Regions from separate parts of the Mus musculus genome. Here all the other regions are linked to region 3. Evidence: chromatin contacts called from public promoter capture Hi-C data. All regions are on one chromosome and are shown on one strand. The core of a region is the stretch at or near the end of the contact, and the rest is flanking DNA. Distances in the headings are between cores, read along the strand shown. Region 1 has its middle 23 kb from the start of 4930413E20Rik. Region 2 has its middle 28 kb from the start of 4930413E20Rik. Region 3 holds the start of Adam32 (a disintegrin and metallopeptidase domain 32).

Region 1 (2,700 bases), core at 152-2,651, 1.4 Mb after region 3:
CTTTGACTCCCAACTGCAGGATACCTTTCCATCTTATCTATAACACTTAACACACTAAATATACAAAACAAGCAGTATTTCAAGAGAAAGGCTATAAGTTACATATAAAATGAAGCCCATCAGCCTAATAGCTGACTTCTCAAAGCCAAAAGAGCTTGGAGCAATGTACAGGCCCTAAAAAAACACTTATGTCAATCCTGACTATTATATATACATCAACTATATACCTGGTTGCCCCAGAAAGGAAAGCCTTCCATCATACACATAGTCCAAGAGTTAGTGGGTGTGCTATGCAGCAGCTAGTCCTGAGCTGCTGCATAGCACACCCAGTCTTACATGTTATCTTGGTGCCCTGATTTTATTAAAAATTGTACTCATGCTTTCTAGAAGAAAAGGATCTCTTAGAAACTGTCATCATGAGAAAAGGTCATCTTTTCTGTACCCTAGAATCTTGGTTTGCCCAAGCTTCAGACCAAACATGTAACAACCCATTATTTCTAAACCAATCAAAATGAAACTCAGTCATTTCTGCCCTTGACTCTGCTTTCTACTATTCCCAGTTTGAAAGTTTTTCTTTTTCAATAGTGGAAAAGATGAGCTAACTCGAGCTTAACTGGTTGTGCCATAGAGTCAGACTATGGGATAGAAAGACGCCCCATAGTGCCAACAGCACACAAGGCTCCCAGTCAACATTTTGACTTACATAACACAGTTAAAATTCTGTTTGTTATGCAAAATGCAAATTTTAATGCCCATGACTGTTTGTTAGATGAAAAATTATAATGAGGGCACCTCAAAACACAACAGCATAAGTCATTACAAGTTTAATAAAATACAAGGGAAAAGAGTTTGGCGTTATAGGTCAGCTTGGCTCAGGAAGAGCCCAAGGAGCAAGGCTGAGAGTCAGCATGTAGATCCCAGAAGCAGAAGTGGGCAGGAGGAGGTCCCAAGTTCTCCTATGAAAGAGAGTTATGATATTACCTAGGAATGCATACCTTATTTGCTCATGCCCCATGGGCCCATAACATAGCCATGTATACACTGAAGTGCAAAGTAAAATAAAATTAAATTGAGAAATCCAGCTTGTAATTGGATGGCCATATATCCAGCTGTGACCGGACATGGGGCAAGAGAATGCCAATAGTAAACAAGAAAAGAGAAGAAGAAAGTGGTGACATTCTAATTGCTGACAAGATGATCCCAGAAGTCCTTGTGGTTTAGGCGGAGGCTCGTTTCTTCATCCGTTACACAATCTTTCCTAAGTGCTGGCTTCAACTTCTTGTCATTCCTGTATTCCAACTGGTCCATTTTGTTGTTTTGCACATTTCACAATCCACAGCCCACTGTCACCCTGCCTCTCCGACACCCTTCAGAGGTTGGTCTGTTCATACTTTGTGTTTCACAGATGATGCCTCCAAACCTGAACTCATGAGTAAGCCACATAGGCAGGCACTCCATTGAGTGCGGCTGTCTTCCATGTGGTAGCGTTCTTCTTCTTTTCTAATGACCTTGGTCTTTATCTTGCAATGCCCAACACACATCTTTCTTATTCTCTCCCAAGCTTTTTGTACCATGCAGAGCTTAGCCTGGTAGACAGAATCAAGGCCAAGCCGTCAGCTCTCCCACATCATTTCCTTTGCCCTTGCAAACCACAAAGCAATGAAGGCAAACCAACATGAACCATGTCTGGTGTTTGCTAGAATAACTATTGCTACATTGCTTCCTCTGTTATACAGAGCTTGATTGTTCAACACTTTAATACTTCACTCTGCTGAGCTCCACTGTCCCCAGCATTTGCCAGGTGTTTCTCTTTGCTAATCTTGGAGCTCTTCAAACTGTTCAGCATTGGCTTGCATCACTTGGCAAGCCCAGCAAGTCCAGCAGCACTAATGCTCCAGACAGCGGTTCTGCCTTATGCTTCCCCTGACCCTTAAGCTACTTACTCTTCTTTTTTTTCTTTCTGGGATTCTGTTGTTCATGAGGATACTCCCTGTCCAGAGGAGAGAAAGCCTGCCTGGATGAAAGAAGAGAGGGAACACAATGTGCAGAGCTGGGGTTGAGAGGGAGATAGCCAAGAAGTAAACAAAAAAAAAAAAAAAGAAAGAAAGAAAGAAGGAAAGAAAGAAAGAAAGAAAGAAAGAAAGAAAGAAAGAAAGAAAGAAAGAAAGAAAGGAAGGAAGAAAGAAAGGAAGGAAGAAAGAAAGAAGGCAGACTCTTGGCTGGAGCAAAAGATCCTGGGGCCATAGCTAAGAAATTTCTGGAGCCCACAAATGATGGAGGCAAAGGAAGGATGCAGCCAGCTGACTAAGTGTCTAGGAAGCACAATGAGGGGCCCATAACAATATGCTCTGTGTGCAGGACAGAGAACAGATTCTATCACTCAGGCTGGCTGAGAAAGTTGTGGGCTCCAGAGAGCATATGGAGGGAAAAAGGATAGGGACTACGGAGCAGACACAAGCTTTCAGACCACTTCAGAGGACACAGCCAGCCTTATGACACCAAGGTCAGCAGCCACCGCCTCTGTGCACAGCTTGGGAAGGCTGCTTTTGTGGACAAGGGACCAAGGAGGCCCGGGAGGCCTTGTGTGACTTCACAGATGCTGGCGAAATGCCTATCTTCACCCTGAGAAGTTTGCTCCAGACCATTTCCACGTAGCACAAGAAAATAGGAACTATTGCTAAAACACAAGGGGCTGGAGGA
Region 2 (2,700 bases), core at 116-2,615, 1.4 Mb after region 3:
GCCCTCTGCAGTGCCCGAGCAAGAGGAAGAGAGAGGTGTCAAGATTAACATATGAAAGAAGCCAAGAGGTGGAAACACTGGACACTAGCTTCCCACCCTCTCACCCCGACCCCCCATCCTTCCCGACCCCGGCTGTCTAGTTAGGCAAGAGGTAGAAAATGGTGAAATTCAGAAGGCAGAAACTGAACAAAAGTTCCTGGAAACAACAGCACCCGTGATAGAAATGCCACATCGAGAGTCACATGTGAACAGCAGTCGCCAATTCTCAGAGGAACACTGGAAGCCCTTGCTTAGCCTAGAGTCTGCGCACAACCAGCCCAAGAATGCAAAGCAGAGGAGGACTCTGAATGACCATACCCAGGGGCTAGGTGCTCTGCGCTCTTTCCTCCGCTCACCAGACCGCCCCCCCCCCCCCTTTTATTCTTGGGAGTTCCTTTTCCTTTCTTAATAAGCTGTCTACTTCTAGCCCATGCCTCACTGAAAAGGGAATGGTGTTTTCCCCATCTCTCCTATAGCAGCTGCCGAGATTTTTCAGCTAACCTGCACTATGTTTTTGTATTAAAACTCTAATAAAATTACCCTGAAGTTTTCATTTGACTCCATTTCTAAATTCTTTTATTACTGGGATTAATAGCCCCCATGGAACCCCCAAACTACCCCCAACTCAATAGTCCACCTCCAATCTTTAATAATTTGTCTGTATGTCTACTATTTGCCATAATTGGCTGATTCATTTCTGTATTCTGATAATTCCATTGGGTGTTCTCCTGTCGCCAGCCCACACCTTGGGAAGGTGAACCAGGACAATGGGTGACTCTGAGAGACTATCACCTCGAGAGCAAGAGATGGGAGGGGCCAAGCACATTGTTTATCACTCTGAAGGTGCGAATAGGGGGAAATATTCTCAGAGGTTTTATTTGAGGAAAGTGGAAAAGGCTTTTGGAAGAGTGATATTCCTCTGTGTGTGTGTGTGTGTGTGTGTGTGTGTGTGTGTGTGTGTGTGTGTGTGTGTGCGTGCGCGCGCGCGTGTGTGTATGCGCACGTGTGCACTTGCTTTATAAATTTGGCAATGTTAGGTGATTTCTCAGCATGCACATTTTAATAAAAGTGGAAGTTTAAGAGCTGAATGCAGACAAGTCACAGTAGAGTGGGAGCAAAATGTTTATACCCTCGGGTGTTTCAGTTGGCAGTTAGACCTCACCATCTCCCATCACTTCAATGAATATTGCATAAAACTCAAGACGAGCCATTTACATCCCAAGAGACTCACATCTGGGCAAGGGTCCCAGGGGAGCAGTGGTGGATGGGGAAACTGATTGAGACTTCAAACTTCAGCCCAAATGTTAAGTGGATATTCAATTGCAAATGTGTCTGCTTTGCATTCCCTGGGGCCTAGGGCTGGCATTCATGTGTTAATCAGAGTACGGGGAAACAATGTCGTTCATCAGAACCAAAAATCGTACAAATTGTTAATGCAAAGGAACTTTCAGGAAGCCAAAAGGGAACACACTTCAAAGTGAAGAAGCAGCCCCTAGTCTATTATATAAAATGCAAATCTCCGCCTTCTGCAGGTATGCCTTGCCTTTCTTTGGATTACCAAAGGTTTTGTATACAAGTCTGTTTGCAAAGATTTACCTTCACACACAAATTTCTCAGGCCTTCATTAGCCTGCAGGACCTTGTGGAACTATAGGGGCTGCTCTGATTAACACACAAGCGCTCCACTCTTTTTGCCCCTCCACCACCACCACCGAAGAAAGTCTTGAAACCAAAGGATTTGCCTCTGCAACACCCAAACTTTCTAGATCCCAACATCTTGAAGTATAGGTTATGATAGCATTATAGTCCACAGGAAGTCCTTGTTCTACTTGAAACCTAGTGACTTGGCTACTGGACTACATTTGGCTGGGTGTTGTTCATGTTTTCTCCACAGCCATTTAAGTGACTTCTTGGAGAAAAATTAAATGTTTATGTCATACATACTGGACCTCAGACGCATAGACAGACATGTTCATGCCTTGCTGCTTTCTCACAGTGCATTTTAATAACAATAAATTCAGAATCTGGTAGACTTTATGGGCTGAATTTTGCCAAGCGGTACCGATTTTTCTTGATAGCTGTGACATCCCGTAATATGTTTGTAAAAAGATAAAGTGTTAGGAGATATAAGAATATATTCTATAGGGGTGAGGTGAGGTATGAGGGAAGGGGGTGCCTCAGTGGGCCCATGCCAAGGCATCCCTTCCCCCTGAGGAACCAGCCACACGATGGATAGTATAGAATAGAGTTTATTCAGGGCATGGGAGGGGAGTTAAGAGGGTAGCAGAGACAGAGAAAGGCAGAGAGAGGGAGAGGGTAGAGAAGTAGAGGCAGGCCATGACCACGGGGAGAGGGAGAAGAGAAGCAGGGAGAGAGCAAAAGAGGAACAGGAGACCAAGAGAGCAAGGAGGGGCCAAGCAAACCTTTTTACAGTGGGGGTCAGGCCTACCTGGAAGTTGCCTGGTAACTGTGGGGCGGAGCTTAGAAAGAACGCTAACATCACGGGTTTAAGATAGAAGAGCTGGAACTAAAAATTCTTCAAGATTAACGTGTGAGAGAAGCAGTTTTCAGAGGACTGGAAACCCTTTCTCAGCCCCACCTAACAAATAGAGCATGTGTGAGACAAAACCCAAGAACTACTGTCTGGAGGAGGTAAGATAAA
Region 3 (2,732 bases), core at 176-2,675:
AATATCTTTTCAACTGTAATGACTATGACAGGAACTGATTCAACTCTCAATTTTCTTTATGCATCATGGTAAAGCATTGCAGCAGTGTTGTTTTGTTTGAAGTGCACACTCTATGGTACGAGGTGTTTAGTATACCCAAGCAGATAGGTGTCGATCGAACAGGAGCAGGGAGAATACTTCCAACAGTTGAGGTGTTACCAAACCACTTGAGAATTCATGAGCACTTTAACTCTAAACTCTGAATTTCAAAGCTTGATGTGAAGTCCTCTAGAATGTTTACATTTACTAAGGTGTGCTGGGTCCTGTCTCTTTTGACTAATATTTTCGTAAACATTAGGCTGGAGAAAGGAAGGAAGCAGTGGTTTCCTTAGATAACTACAGAATTATACTGGTCTCTGGGATTACTCTCTCAGCTGTATTAAAATGAATTTGTACTTTGAAAGGAATGATATTGACACTAAAATTTTAAACATTTAAATTTTTTCATAATCTTTCATAAAGAAGTTTAATAATAGGTATATTAACTGAATTTCATTAGTTTTTTAAAATAATATTGTTTGTGTATATATACATATTAAAATAAAAACATTTACAACAAATAAAATACTTGAAATTCTTGTTTTGTCGTCCTCTTTATAAATACATAACTATTTGGGTTCTTCTTAATTTCAGTGTTAGGGCTTTTGGCAAATGTGACTGCACTTAAGGAAAACACATTAAAAGATAGACTGTTCATTTTTTTTTTTTTTTCAGGATACTCAAGTACTTTAGCAGTTGGGTGTGTACTAACACTGGTGAACCAGCCCTAGTGAGAAATATGGCGGTGTTGAAGGCCACAAGCCCTCAGAAATACTAAGGAGAAAGTAGTTTACTGACAGGACTCTTGACTTAAGAAGCATGTGACTAGGGCGCTGCCATTCCAGCTAGGACAAAGGCTAAAATGTAGGTTCTTATGTCAAGGATCTGCCATTGCTGTATAAATTAACCATTCTGGTAAGCTCCTAAAAAAGGAAGGTATATGAATTTTAACTGAAGTGCCACGGAGAACCAGGTTGGAAGGAAGCCTGGCGGTCCATGGGAGCAGTGTGCCTGTGGAAATGTAGACCCCAAGGAAGAAAATCAGTTTAGGCTTTCTTGAAAAATTTGTCCACGCATCTTAAAATGCAGTCGTAGTTTAGCCTTAGAAAGAGTATAAACGTATGTGTGTACTTTTTTGACCTGAGCGCCCTCGCAGCCTCTCCAGTACTGCGCATGCGGGTTTCATTGCGAAGCAGCCTGGCTCTGTTAGAGCTGGGGTAGGTGGTGGAGGGGGAGGATGGAGGCGGGGTAGGGGGTTAGGGCGCTCCAAGGACGTGGCCCACGGTGGCCCCTGGCACGTGCCCCACAGCCCCGCGCAACGGCTTTACAACTGTCTAGGTACTCCAGGAGACGCCATGCTGGGCGCCATGCTGCACACACTGCTGCTGCTGCTGCTGGCCGAGCTGGGGGCCTTGCTGGCATCAGGACCCGGTGAGCGCTCCGCAAGGCGGGTTCTCTGAGATTGGGGGCACTTTTCTTGTAGGTCTGTCGTGCACATCATAAAGCTCAAAAAATGGACCCCAAAAGAACACTTCCCAACAGCTTCTGGAAACCACTTAAACTAAAAAAACAAATACCCAGTTTCCACAAGATAACTTTACTAACACGATGTACATGCAATAATAGTTCTTCTAGAAATAGGAAAGAAAAGACATTAAGCCACAAACCCCCAGGCTCAGAGAAAATGCAGCGGTGCGTGGAAGCTGGGAAGGGGCAGAATCTTGCTTAAGTTTTGGAATCAAGTAGGGCTCGGCTACTTGACAGGCAATGATCAAGCTGTTGTGAGTCCAACTGTCCAGCAGGTGCCAGTCCAACGCTTGCCTCTAGCTCTGAGGTCTGCTAATTTGTTGAAGCTGTGGAATGCATCTTTTGAAAGGTGAAGAAGGCATGGTTGGGGCTCTGAGTGTTCTCTTCCTGGTTTATTAGAAGTAAAGAATAAAGAATGTATAGCAACATCTAAAATATCAGCCTCATATCCTTTAGGTGTTAACACGCTTCAAAACTAAGAACCGTTCTTGGGGGGGGGGGGGGAGTAGAAAGTTGGCGTCGCTTTGCATTTTGTGGATCTCCTGAACCTGTGCTTCAATAAAGGACAACTAGGTTGTGTAGCTACTGCTTCCAGTCTTGTGCTGCAGGCTTGAGTAGAAGTGCAAGAAGGAGAACTTTAGAAGCCTTTTCAAGTAGTTGTGAGCTCTCTGCTTACTACACTCACACTGGACAAACGGAAAAAGAATAGTTGCAACGTAGAATTCAAAAACATACCAGCGCCGAAACACACCAGCGCCGGGCGTGGTGGCGCACGACTTTAATCCCAGCACTCGGGAGGCAGAGGCAGGTGGACTTCTGAGTTCCAGGTCTGCCTGGTCTACAAAGTGAGTTCCAGGACAGCCAGGGCTATACAGAGAAACCCTGACTCGAAAAACAAAACAAAACAACAACAAACAAAACAAAACAAAAACACACCAGCAAGCTTTACTATTCTTTATTTTTAATTAAAATATATCACTAATTCTTTTCCATTTCCTCCCTCTAATCTGTCCACCCCAACTCCCTTGCCTTTTTATTTAATATATACTAAATCTCTCTCTCGATATCTATATCTATATCTACATAGATATAGATATGTATATACCAGCAAACTTCATGAAATTCAA

Evidence for each region. Promoter capture Hi-C pulls out the DNA fragments that hold promoters and counts their contacts.
Region 1: a promoter capture Hi-C map of the 3T3-L1 cell line shows a contact between it and region 3, with 4 times the contacts expected there. The contact joins the enhancer-like site here to the promoter of Adam32 in region 3. A contact is called at or near these places in 7 of 39 promoter capture datasets (the 3T3-L1 cell line, 3T3-L1-derived adipocytes, cranial neural crest and 4 more).
Region 2: a contact with region 3 is called in a promoter capture Hi-C map of embryonic stem cells, with 4 times the contacts expected there. The contact joins the enhancer-like site here to the promoter of Adam32 in region 3. A contact is called at or near these places in 6 of 39 promoter capture datasets (cranial neural crest, embryonic stem cells, hippocampal neurons and 3 more) and 2 of 115 datasets of contacts at active chromatin or transcription factors (astrocytes and embryonic stem cells).

The regions. Positions count from the first base shown.
Region 1 is chr8:23,510,577-23,513,276 of GRCm38.p6, reverse strand. No RefSeq gene overlaps it. Among named protein-coding and RNA genes, the nearest start is that of 4930413E20Rik, 23 kb to the left of the region's middle. Within about 2 kb of position 1,401, at least 18 of the 459 cell types and tissues checked have an H3K27ac peak or open chromatin away from gene starts, as enhancers often do.
Region 2 is chr8:23,560,841-23,563,540 of GRCm38.p6, reverse strand. No RefSeq gene overlaps it. Among named protein-coding and RNA genes, the nearest start is that of 4930413E20Rik, 28 kb to the right of the region's middle. Within about 2 kb of position 1,365, at least 25 of the 459 cell types and tissues checked have an H3K27ac peak or open chromatin away from gene starts, as enhancers often do. A contact at or near this core is called in embryonic stem cells, where this site is marked.
Region 3 is chr8:24,947,497-24,950,228 of GRCm38.p6, reverse strand. It overlaps Adam32 (a disintegrin and metallopeptidase domain 32), which reads left to right and starts at 1,425. Exons shown (of 22, transcript NM_153397.2): 1 at 1,425-1,509. The coding sequence starts at 1,434. Adam9 (a disintegrin and metallopeptidase domain 9 (meltrin gamma)) reads left to right here. Exons shown (of 22, transcript NM_001270996.1): 22 at 1-618.